Linked DNA regions of Mus musculus: regions 1, 3 and 4 are each linked to region 2. The links are chromatin contacts, called in public HiChIP or PLAC-seq and promoter capture Hi-C maps. All regions are on one chromosome and are shown on one strand. The core of a region is the stretch at or near the end of the contact, and the rest is flanking DNA. Distances in the headings are between cores, read along the strand shown. Region 1 overlaps Dlgap1 (DLG associated protein 1). Region 2 holds the start of Akain1 (A kinase (PRKA) anchor inhibitor 1). Region 3 has its middle 6.6 kb from the start of Gm41610. Region 4 overlaps Dlgap1 (DLG associated protein 1).

What was found. Promoter capture Hi-C pulls out the DNA fragments that hold promoters and counts their contacts. HiChIP or PLAC-seq counts read pairs in DNA pulled down with a chosen protein or histone mark.
Region 1: a promoter capture Hi-C map of hippocampal neurons shows a contact between it and region 2, with 4 times the contacts expected there. The contact joins the enhancer-like site here to the promoter of Akain1 in region 2. A contact is called at or near these places in 6 of 39 promoter capture datasets (the 3T3-L1 cell line, the HPC-7 cell line, embryonic stem cells and 3 more), 1 of 115 datasets of contacts at active chromatin or transcription factors (astrocytes) and 1 of 9 other capture datasets (embryonic stem cells).
Region 3: a contact with region 2 is called in an H3K27ac HiChIP or PLAC-seq map of embryonic stem cells, with 5 times the contacts expected there. The contact joins the enhancer-like site here to the promoter of Akain1 in region 2. A contact is called at or near these places in 2 of 39 promoter capture datasets (liver and stem cell-derived epiblast-like cells), 4 of 115 datasets of contacts at active chromatin or transcription factors (astrocytes and embryonic stem cells) and 1 of 9 other capture datasets (embryonic stem cells).
Region 4: a promoter capture Hi-C map of the HPC-7 cell line shows a contact between it and region 2. The contact joins the enhancer-like site here to the promoter of Akain1 in region 2. A contact is called at or near these places in 8 of 39 promoter capture datasets (the C10 cell line, the HPC-7 cell line, cranial neural crest and 4 more) and 3 of 115 datasets of contacts at active chromatin or transcription factors (SST interneurons, embryonic stem cells and forebrain).

Annotation. Positions count from the first base shown.
Region 1 is chr17:70,632,542-70,635,241 of GRCm38.p6, forward strand. All of the region lies in intron 3 of Dlgap1 (DLG associated protein 1), which reads left to right. Among named protein-coding and RNA genes, the nearest start is that of Gm46581, 27 kb to the left of the region's middle. Within about 2 kb of position 1,295, at least 44 of the 459 cell types and tissues checked have an H3K27ac peak or open chromatin away from gene starts, as enhancers often do. A contact at or near this core is called in astrocytes and hippocampal neurons, where this site is marked.
Region 2 is chr17:69,438,048-69,440,747 of GRCm38.p6, forward strand. It overlaps Akain1 (A kinase (PRKA) anchor inhibitor 1), which reads left to right and starts at 1,279. Exons shown (of 2, transcript NM_001145192.1): 1 at 1,279-1,494. The coding sequence starts at 1,479. It overlaps A930029G22Rik (a long non-coding RNA gene), which reads right to left and starts at 2,193. Exons shown (of 2, transcript XR_003952217.1): 1 at 1,130-2,193.
Region 3 is chr17:70,833,371-70,836,070 of GRCm38.p6, forward strand. No RefSeq gene overlaps it. Among named protein-coding and RNA genes, the nearest start is that of Gm41610, 6.6 kb to the right of the region's middle. Within about 2 kb of position 1,336, at least 129 of the 459 cell types and tissues checked have an H3K27ac peak or open chromatin away from gene starts, as enhancers often do. A contact at or near this core is called in embryonic stem cells, liver and stem cell-derived epiblast-like cells, where this site is marked.
Region 4 is chr17:70,524,747-70,527,446 of GRCm38.p6, forward strand. All of the region lies in intron 2 of Dlgap1 (DLG associated protein 1), which reads left to right. Among named protein-coding and RNA genes, the nearest start is that of Gm46581, 81 kb to the right of the region's middle. Within about 2 kb of position 1,440, at least 8 of the 459 cell types and tissues checked have an H3K27ac peak or open chromatin away from gene starts, as enhancers often do. A contact at or near this core is called in the HPC-7 cell line and forebrain, where this site is marked.

The DNA of each region.
Region 1 (2,700 bases), core at 45-2,544, 1.2 Mb after region 2:
TAGTGACCAGCCCTGAAACCACGTATACACAAATAGCAGTATACAGACTGAGCAGGACATATTTATATATTTAAACACTCTTTGTGTGTACATATAACTATATGTATATATGATAAATATATATAATTTAAGACATACAGTATATATGTCCTGATCAACAGAATTGCCCTTTAATTAAATAATAGAAATAGGAAAGTCCACAAATATTTAGAAACTATAAAAATGAATTGTACATAGGCCAATGAAGAGATGCCAGGGAAATAAATATATAAATTGTGTTTGTGTGTAGAGAGAGAAAAAGAGAGAGAGAAAGTAAGAGAGAGAAGAGAGAGAGAATAACGATAGCAACTGAAGAATAGGACATGATTCTGAGAGAGAACAAGGGAGGGTGACTGCCAGGCCAACCATGACTACATAGCCAGAATTCCTAACATAGAGATGGTTGGGGGGGGGGAGAAGGGGGAGGAGGAGAAGGAAGAGGAGGAGGAGGAGAGGGAGGAAGAAGGGAGTCAGAGACACACAGAGAGAGACAGAGACAGAGACAGAGACAGAGACAGAGACAGAGAGCAATAAGAAAACCTTTGCTGCTTTTACATCAGACCCCATGGTAAAACAATAAAACACAGCACTGCGTTCATACTTCTATCTACTTTCAATTTTGTGTCTTCCTCTGAAGGCTGTTGGCCATTTTTTGTCCTGAACCATAGAAATGTTATTTCGGGAGTGGGAGAGAGTCTGGGGCTGTTTTACCATTGGATGCTTATCTTTTCAGCAAAGCTGGCCATTGCTAGTTAGAAGTCTTCTGCGGCACAGCAGGTGGTCACCCTATCTCAGCCTGGGCATCAACTCTGCTCAGGAGCTACTTAAACCCAAAGCTTTGTGGTTTAACTCCTTATCTGTAAGGCTTAATCCTCATGTGACGAATGGAAGCCTTAGAAAAGATAATCACAGAAACTCAAGTTCCTAATGTCCTCTGACTCTTTCATGAAATCACCCATGAAACAAACATTTTTTTTTAAACTGAGTGAGAAAATTACCCTGCATTTTTCCCTGAAGGTTCCTCTGTGGCTGCACCAACCACTGCTAATTCTTCAGTATGCACCACCCCCTTCAGGCGCTTTCTGGAACTGACACTCCAGCGATGTCCTGGAAACCAGAGTGCGTCACCTTGGAAACACTCCAGTCTTCCTCTAGACCTACAGTTATTTTTTCCCACCACTGGGCTTCTATTGGGCACCAGAGAGAGCAGGACAGAACATAAGCGCCTCTTTCATTAGAGGGGAGACAAAGGCCGGTTCATGAAGACAGCAGAAGAGGAGGGCTCCCGGGGTCAGAAGAGGGAAGGACAGAGTGAGTCTTAATAGTCTAGCCTGGCCCCCTGAAAGAGGAGCTTTGTGCATTAATTCTCTCCCCTCGGGGCTCCACAGCACTTGCGTTTCGTGGGCTTTACTCATTGTGATCTTGGAATTTTCTGCTTCAGTAGTGTACAGTCTTTAATTCTGCTGCTACCACAGCAAAGAACATTTTAACCAGAAAGCTTTGTCCCTTTTCATGTGTTAGTAAAAGGCTCTTCAGTGATGCCTTGCGGAGAGGTTAATCCATATTCAACAGGTGAATGTTATTGTCCTGGCTAGTTTTAGGTCAGCTTGACACAAGCTAGAGTCATTTTGGCAAGAGGGACTCTCAACTGGGAAAATGCCTCTGGAAGACTGGGCTTCAGGCAACCATTTTCTTAATTAATTATTGATGTAGGATGGTCCACCTCATTGGTGGATGATGCTACCCATGGGCTGGTGGTCCTGATTGCTATAAAAAAGAAGAAGAAGAAGAAGAAGAAGGAGGAGGAGGAGGAGGAGGAGGAGGAGGAGGAGGAGGAGGAGGAGGAGGAGGAGGAGGACTGTGTAAGCCATAGTGAGCAAGGCAGTAAGCAGCACCCATCCATGGCCTCTGCATCAGCTCCTACCCCAGGTTTCCATCCTGTTTGACTTCCTGTCTTGACTTCCTTCAATGATGAACTATGATGTGAAGGTGGGAGCAAAATCAACCCTTTCCTTCCCAGCCTGCTCTTGGTCATGGTGTTTTGTCACAGCAATAAAAACCCTAAGACAATTCTCTTTTTCATTCTCTATGGCCCAAAGCACAAGAAATTAGTATAATTTACCTCAACATGAAATTAATACAGGTGAATAGAACTCATCTTTTCAACCCCAAAGGGCATAACTGGGAAAGCCAGCAAGACTAGTTATTATTCTCTTTGTACTTAATTGATTGAGTCGGAATGCATGTGGACATTTAAATACTGTTTCTATTCAAGTGATAGTGTATTCACAGATCACATTTCTGTTTTGCTCACAAAGCTTTGAAAGTGTGTCCCTGCCTTGTACTATGGGCAGTTACAGCTCGTGTTCAAAATCTGTGAAGTAGACAACTCTGCATTTCCTAGAAACTGTTTTGTTGTTGCTGGGATGAATGAGAGCTTACTCCTCTGAGTTTCAAAACCACCAAGTCTGTACAGCTAAAGCTGAGGGAAAATACAGTGGGTGTGTGTGCCTTCACCTACATTCAGTGTTGCCTTTCAAATGCCTTTTCCTGTGGCTACCTCTGGTTTTCTTGTGTCTTAACAGCCAGTGCCATGTAGGCAAGAAAGGGACAGTGTTCAGGGAACCAGTCTGGTCATTAAGAGTCACTTGCCTTACCAAA
Region 2 (2,700 bases), core at 29-2,528:
CCTTTGTGCATGGGTATTTTTCCTACCCATTGGCTGATTTGCATCGTGCTGAGGCAGGCCCCATCTGTTTCATCTCCTATGACACCAGGTGCTAAGAGCATTTGTGACTGTGTTGTGTTGAAGCTGCCCAGATGCCTCCATGATAACCGTAGTTCAAGATTTGTGAAACTATTTACATTTTCAACCTATTATGGCTTTGAACAAACTCGGTGCCAGCCTGGCTATTTAAATGCCTATGTTTGCCAAAACAGGGTAGAGCTTAAGGCTTTTAATCAAATTGTTAGTACTGTGCTTTTAGAACAGCGCTATTATTTCCAGGAAAAGGTGAAGAATGCCCAAAAACTCTGATTGCCTTTGGTTTTGGACAACCCCATTCAACTACAGAGATGGAGGATAAAAGCCAAGGCAAGGGGATCCTTATGTGGTTTTTGACTCTGTCACTGAAACCCACACGCGCGTGTTGCAAGCTGGTGGCATCTAATGAGCGTTGCCTACACCGCACCAACATTAATCAGGGAACAGATATCTTCAAGTGAACTACGGGTTAGGAGCCTGCAGTGAGCATCCAGCAAGTCCTTGTTCAGGGTGGAACCAACTGTAAAGGGCGCAGATACCAACTGAACCAGATCTGGGCAAGCTCTTAAGTATGTAATCAATGTCAGAGATGTTTTTCCTCATCCGTGCAGAAGTTGGAGTTTGTCCGAGACATGTCTCATCTGTACTTTTTTTTGCAGTGACTAACACCGTTTCCTCTCAGGCTATGACCTTGAGAACCTGCAAATGTGGGAGTTGACCCAGTGGTCACGGGGAACAGGACCCGCGAGCAGCGCCCTTGTCATGCATGCATTGCAAGGTCATCCTGTTTTTCTCTTTTAGCTCTCTTGCTGACATTGAGAGGCCTGGGGCAGCCAGAGAAGTCGTGAACAGCAAAGACGGGTTAACTTGGTGGTTCCTCCCTCTGTTCAGAGACAGCCACACTCCAAGAACTCAGCCTCTGGAGTAAAGTCTAGTGCGATGTGGGGAAAGGGACAAACTCATCTTAAATGTCAGCCCGGCATCCCTGGGGGTGAGTGACAGCAGGTAGTTAGAAGCAATTAGTTGTGCGCCTGCCGGGAAACCGGGCAATTACCTTTCTGTCTGGCTTCCCCTTCCGTCCTTCCTGCTTCGGTGGAAGCGGTAGAAGCGCCCTGCTCCTTCGGCGGTGAATCGCCAAGCTGGCGCGGGGACCGAGGAGGAGCTGAGCCGGGTTGCCTCTCCTCCTCCCGCCGGCGGAGCGGTGCATTGTGGAGGCAGCGCGCGCCCAGCGCTGAGCCGCGGCCCGGGACCGCGCGCAGGGAGCTGTCCGAGGTGCTGACCGTCCCGCCCGCACCCTGCGCGCCCGTCTGCTCCCGGCCCCGCGGTTCCCCGGTCCCCCGTCGGCTCCCGCCCTCTGTCTGTCCACCTCTAGAAACCCAAGGGTGTAGCGGCTGAAGGAAGTCATGGTGTTCGCTCCAGGTACTCTTTTATCTTCTTTTTCCGCAGACGTCCAGGCGGGGAGCGGGGCGGGAGGCGAACGCACCCGGAGGGAAGGCCTTTAAGACGACGGGGGTCCCTATGCGTGCTTTGGAGTTGCAGTGGCCCGGGGGGTGGAGACCGCCGGGTCGCCCCTCTCCCACACCCGCCTCATCTGCAACCCCAACCTTTCCGTCTCACAGTCCCGCCTGAATCCCGGCACCCGGAGTGAGCACCGACACCTTGGCAAGTGGCCCACTCGCCAGCATCGGACCTGCGCGGGTGTGCGGGCGGGGAGTGGGGAGAAGGATACAGGGCTTGGGGCTCCTTCTGTGGGAGTCTCTGTCGCCGCCTCTCCTCCCCTTCCTTAGAAGTGGCAAAGTGCCCTGCTTCCTTCCTCCGGGCCTCCAGAGGAGGTCGAAGGCAGGGGAGCGGGGCGAGGGGAAGAGGAGCGCTAGCCCTATGGATTTGGATCTGAAACTCTGTCGGGACTGCAGCAGGAGAGAGGCTACTGCGGCGCCGCGGGCGCTTGCAGCGTCTTCTGCTGGCAGGTGGCGAAGGACCTTCGTCCTTTTGCTGCGATTGGAGGCTACAAGTTGAAGAGTCAAATTTATCTGAGGTTGGCGGGTTTATCAGTCTCTCTCCTCTCTCTCTCTCTCTCTCCCTCTCCCCCCCCTCTCTCTCTCTCTTTCTCTCTCTCTCTCTCTCTCTCTCTCTCTGTGCACGCGCACGCGCGTTCAGGTGCTTCTGCTAGGGCCTCGACCTAGGTGTGTGTGTGTGTGTGTGTGTGTGTGTGTGTGTGTGTGTGGTGGGCTGAATGAAGCGTGGACCCGTTTATAGTTAACATTTCTACGTCCAAAGTTTCTCTCTCTCTCTCTCTCTCTCTGGTTTTTCTCTTTCATCTTTCTAACCTTCTTTTTCAGTTTGCCTGCCCTGACTCCCTCTCGCAGTTCCCCTTCTTGTTTTTGTTTGTTTTGGCTGTACTTCTTTTTAGGGGCAGTGTACAGCAGGTAGTAGGAAACACATAGCATCACTCTGTCAGCTTTGGGGGTCTTTAATTTGAGAAACAGGTTTGAAAATGTCCTGGGCAGGGGAACAGACATTGGAGAAGAAAAAGAAAGCATTTCTAAAAGGAAAGAATTGGGTCTGGTTTTTACATTTTTTCACTGAAAGAAGAGGAAGCTCTCCACCTGTCAATGACCAGTGACA
Region 3 (2,700 bases), core at 86-2,585, 1.4 Mb after region 2:
CGTGGGATTTTGGGGAGGGGTGGGGAGATTGGTGGAGAGTGGTATTGTTTTAAATACCAAATCTTACATAAAGAAATTAAGCTTTTCAAAGATTCTGAATAATATTCCTTAGAAGGCTCTACGTAGCTCCAAGGAAAAGGTTTGCCTCGAACTGACCAGGTCCTGAGTTCAAGCCCTAGTACCATATAAAAAGGACAAAAAGCTTGCTACACAAATAGTTCTTCCTCCTACCTCCACACCCGCGCTATCACAACATAAGCCATCAGTAAATCAGAGCCAGGGAGACAGAAGGTGCCAACCAGTGACCTGAGTTCAACCTCCTAAAGAAGATGAAGGAGATACCTGGCAGTTCCCAGTGTACTCCTCCAGACACTTGCCTACATGTGCACCCTCAGCACACACAAAATACGTGTCAAGTTTTTAAAAATCATTCTTGAATCCCAAATGGGATTAAGATCCCAGAACCAAGAAAATCCAAAGGCAAGCAGGAACTAAAATTTGAGAATAGAAAGGACTACTAGCGGGATGTGGAGACGGAAGACAGCAGGGAGAATGTGGACCTTGAGGCCAGCTAGGTCTGTAAAGTGAAACTTTGTCTCAAAACACAGATAAGATAGATAGATAGATAGATAGATAGATAGATAGATAGATAGATAGATAGATAGGATAGATGCATATATTCATACATATATACATACATACATGGAGTGAAACTTGTCTCAAAACACAGATAAGTAGGTAGGTAGATAAGATAAATAGAAAAGATAGATGCATACATTCATTTATACATACATACATACACACACACACACACACACACACACACACACACACACGGAGAGAAACTTAGTCTCAAACCAGATAGATAGATAGATAGATAGATATAGATAGATAGTCAGACAGACTGGTTGACTCTGTTGGTTAGTTTTGTAGTTTCTGTATCAAAATTTCAAACCACTGCCTTCCTGGTATAGAGTTCCCTCAAACTGGGGCTTTTCACATCACCTTCCGCCAGCAAGCATTACATGATATGCCCATCTCCACTTCTCCGCAAAGGAGCTCGAGTCAGGTCCTCCTCTGGACGAAGAAATCTGAGTTAGCAGTTGGCCCAGCCCTCTGCAAATGGCACACGGGGCTGGCAGTGGCTGCACCTTGCGGACCGAGGACAATAGTCCGGTGCGAAGCTTGGCGTTTGTGTGCGGACCCAGGGGGCGGGGTGGGGGTGGGAGCCTCAGAAACAGGAAGGCCGAGATTACAGTCGGTTTTACAGCTCTTTTGAAGTCGCCGGGAGCCAGCTCGGGAAGCCTGCAGGCTGTGAGCACGTTGATCAAAGGTCCCTTTGCGGGCTCAAATTAACAGGGAGCTGGCGAGCCCGCGCAGCACCTGCCTGGGAAGAGCAGCGCCACAGCAAACCGGCTCATCTTGCCGGGAGGTGAGCCTCTCAAAAAGCTTGCCCAGGCAAAGTACTTAGGTTCTGTCTGGGTCGGAGGGGAAAGGCGTGGTCTGTTTTCTTTGCGTAGAGATATTTATTTTTAACGTTGATCTTTACGCCACTAGAGCCCTCCCCCCTCCGCTCTAATCCACAAGCAACCCCTTTTCAAAAATGGATGGATGAGTTGAGATTGGGAGAGGAATGAATGGTTTTATCATAAAATTGCGCCGGCCCCTTTACGCAGCGTTGTCCCTTTCATCCCTATTAAAAGCCATAGTATTGATAGGGTTTTTTGTTTTGTTTTGTTTTTTAAAGAGTAGCCCTAAAGGGTCAGAATAAAAACAAACACACTGGAAAACAAAGCCCGTGGGCTCAGAGAGCTGATGCCTAGAAAAGAAAGTGAAAAGTTATGTATAGTTGGGTGTTAATACACCGAGAAGCTGCGGAGAGCGCACAGGAGTTCATTGTGTCAGACTCTTTGTAGTTAATGAGACTTAGGAAATCCCCGAGGACTCGGCAGTGCCTCGAGTCTTCCTAAGGAGCAGATGTGGTCAAAAGGAAAATGGAGAAGGGGTAACTTGGTAGACAACAGAGGATAGAGGTATTTAGAAAATAAAATTATAAACGATCATTTGCCAAGGCAACTCCAAAATCCTTTAGAGTATAGGGTGGTTTTGTTCATTTGTTTTTTGGGGTTATCTCTTTGCAAGTCATTTGATTTCAAATGCAGTGCTCGCACAGCATGCAGAATCTGCTGGGGATTGAGGGCTGCATTACAGCCCATAGCCTCAGACAGGCTGAACTCACCAGCCAGCCAGCTTCCTCCCCCTGTACAGCAGTAACAACACCTCTCACTAGGGTTGTGAAGTCTAAACGACTGTACATAAGGTGCCCAATAAATAAGATAATGTGATAAGTGGCAATATAAGGTGTGCAATAGATAGACTATTACTTTTAAGTCAATCTGACTTTGTGTTTCTATGTTTACACATGTAGTATTTGGAAATGAACCTTGGACTTTAAGAACGCTTGGAGTCATTGAACCACACCCAACTCCTATTCTGACATTTCACTGCTATCCAGGATTTACAGAAAATGTTAGAAAAACTCTGCAGCAATGTTATTTTGAAATTTATAAAGCCTTTACAAAAATGTGAAGAAAGATGTATATATTTGTGGCATCTTGATCTCTACTATAAATTGCGAAATGATTGGATTGAGCTTAAGGTATTAAAGCTTTTAATTAGAAAATTTTAAATAAATGATGT
Region 4 (2,700 bases), core at 190-2,689, 1.1 Mb after region 2:
ACACTCATACACTCACACACACTCACTAACACACTCACTCACATACTCTCTCTCTCTCTCTCACACACACACACACACACACACACACACGTTCATCTATGTTCTTAGGCTAGAAGGACAGTGGGAATGAGCTTTGGTTTCTGTCCGTGAACAATTCCCAGTTGGAATGATTTCCAAGTTAGCGGATTCTTCAACACTTGAGCCCTCTCTCTGTAACTGAAAGAGCATGACATGGGAGTTATTTGATTAATGTTAACACAATCAAAAGAGGTAACAGGGAGAACGGTGCCCAGGAGGGCATCATATATTCCTCATGCTTCTTTGGACCAATTTCTTATTTCTAGAATTTGGATTCTCTGGGGAATCACCTTCATAAACAGAGAAGAACTTTTTTTTGAAGCTCTGATCCTACAAATGTAAGAAAATACAGGGCTCGCCTTTAAAGATGCTCCTCTTTGTTCCTTCAAGTCTAATGCTGTGCCATACTTGATGTCTGAGCCAAGGAGGCTTCTATACTGAGTTTTCTAGATACGCAATGTTTACTTCATATATCTTAGACCACTGTTCCAGTCCCTTCAGAGTTTATAATCATTGTTCTCCATGAACTGGAAAGCTGAACCCATGCTGATGAAATGGAAAAACTACCTTTGAAGCATAGTAAGGCTTATTCTGTACACGGGGGTGTGGATCCACCTCACCTCCGCTTAGGCACCTGGCCTCCCACACGCCTGCATAACACATGCATGCTTTTGAGGTCTTTGATCTCTGATTTATGAAATCAGATTTTTTTAATTGGACCATTTCACAATAGCCACAGAAGAATAGCTATGAGGTAAGGAACCTCCCCCTCCCCCTTCTTTTCATTGATCCAAGTAAAAAAGGCATTACCTTACCTTTCCCGTCTTGTTCTAGATCATTAATCTAGGAATGGCCTGACTCCTCAGTGTGATGACCTAGTGTTGGTTCTTTTAATTCAAAGACCTATTCAACAACCATGAAAGAAAACGTCTGCTTCCTGCAGCCTTTGAAAACCACAATTTATTATCAACCTTCAGGATTGTTCAGGCCCCTGATCTAACTGTCTAGGGGCTTAACGTCTTATTTTTATTTCCTTCTAAATTGTCATTTTCTGAGTAATAGGAACTCCTCCTTGTAAACCTCCCATTCGCAATGTCCCTGGACAGTCTGGACACTGTAGCTTCCATAGATAGAGGGTCTATAGTGACCATCCTATAAAAGGAACTTCTGAAAGCATTTGCTTCTACTTACTCTTTCTTCAAACGACAAAAGGAAATGGCTTGGCAAGAATTGTCATCTCAGAAGACATGACACAAGTGGACACTCGGCCTGTCAGCCTGGGCTTTCTGTTCCCCACTGTGTCTCACATTCTGCTAAAGCCTGAAGGCTCTTTTCACATCCCTGCTTATTCATGTGCACTACCGTCTTCAGAGGTAATGAGGTCAAAGAGGAAGTGGGAGGGTGATCTGAGACAACATGTGAAACATGTTTGTACTTTAAAAGGCTTATAGGAAACAAGTGTCCTTGTCAGCTAAGTGAGTATGTGCAATTTGTAACTCTGTGGTTGCCCAGGGCATATTGTATTTTCATTTTATTTACTGTTTTTGTGTGATGTGTGTGTGTGTGTGTGCGTGTGCGTGTGCGTGTGTGTGTGTGTGTGTGTGTGTGTGTAGTGCCTGAGTGGAAATGCATGTCCACATGTGCCACACATGTAGGTGGAGATCAGAGGCCAACCTTCAGGAATGTGTTCTCTCTTTCCTCTCTGGGCTCCAGGGATTGAACTCAGATGCTCTGCTTGCACAGCAAGTGTCTCTATCTGCTGACCCAACTCCTTAGCCCCATGATAAGATTTTTGAACTCTTCTTTCCGGACCCAGAAAAAAGTGGTTGTGTTCCTCCTGTTAGAAACTGATCCTTTCTGCTTTCTAATGGCTCACTGGAGGTGAATTATTGTCCAAAAGAAGACAAACAGAGCAGGGTAGATCCATTTTTTAGATATGTGATCTTTAGATCCAACACTTAAAGCTTTGAGGGCTCAGGGTCTGGAATCTGAAGACTATCTGCTTCTCCCAAAGCATCCAAATCTTGGCACTCAGAATCTTTCACCTCACTTCACCGGGACAACAACTGACAATAGTTATCTATAGTTTCCAAAGGGATATGTGATGTGACACATATATATGGCATATGTAAATGACACATGCATACAATGATATATAGGGTGATATACATTAGGAAAATGAGAACAGCTGCAAAGAAGCTGAGAACTGTGCGCAGCTAAACACTACCTGACATGAGACAACGTGGTATCTACGTGGCTACAAGCGACTACAGCCGTATCCCATGGAAGCCTGTATGAAAGCCCTTTAGAAGTCCTATATCACTGAGTGTCTCTCAATCATTGCAGTTGAGAGATAGCTCCCGTACGTTTGTGCATAAGAGTGACATTGAAGGGGTCTGAAAACCTGAGGATTTCTGGCACCAACCCAAGAGATCCTGACGACCTACATCTAGAGTGACTCAATAGAATCCATCAAGAACCACGGCTTCTACAGAGCTGTAGGCTTATTGTCCCGTGTACTTTCCTGTAGGGGGCAGTAGAGTCTAACCGATCGAAACGTGGGCTTCACCCGCTCAGCCAAGCTTTGAAGTTATTGCTGGATTTCTACATTACTGATGCTTT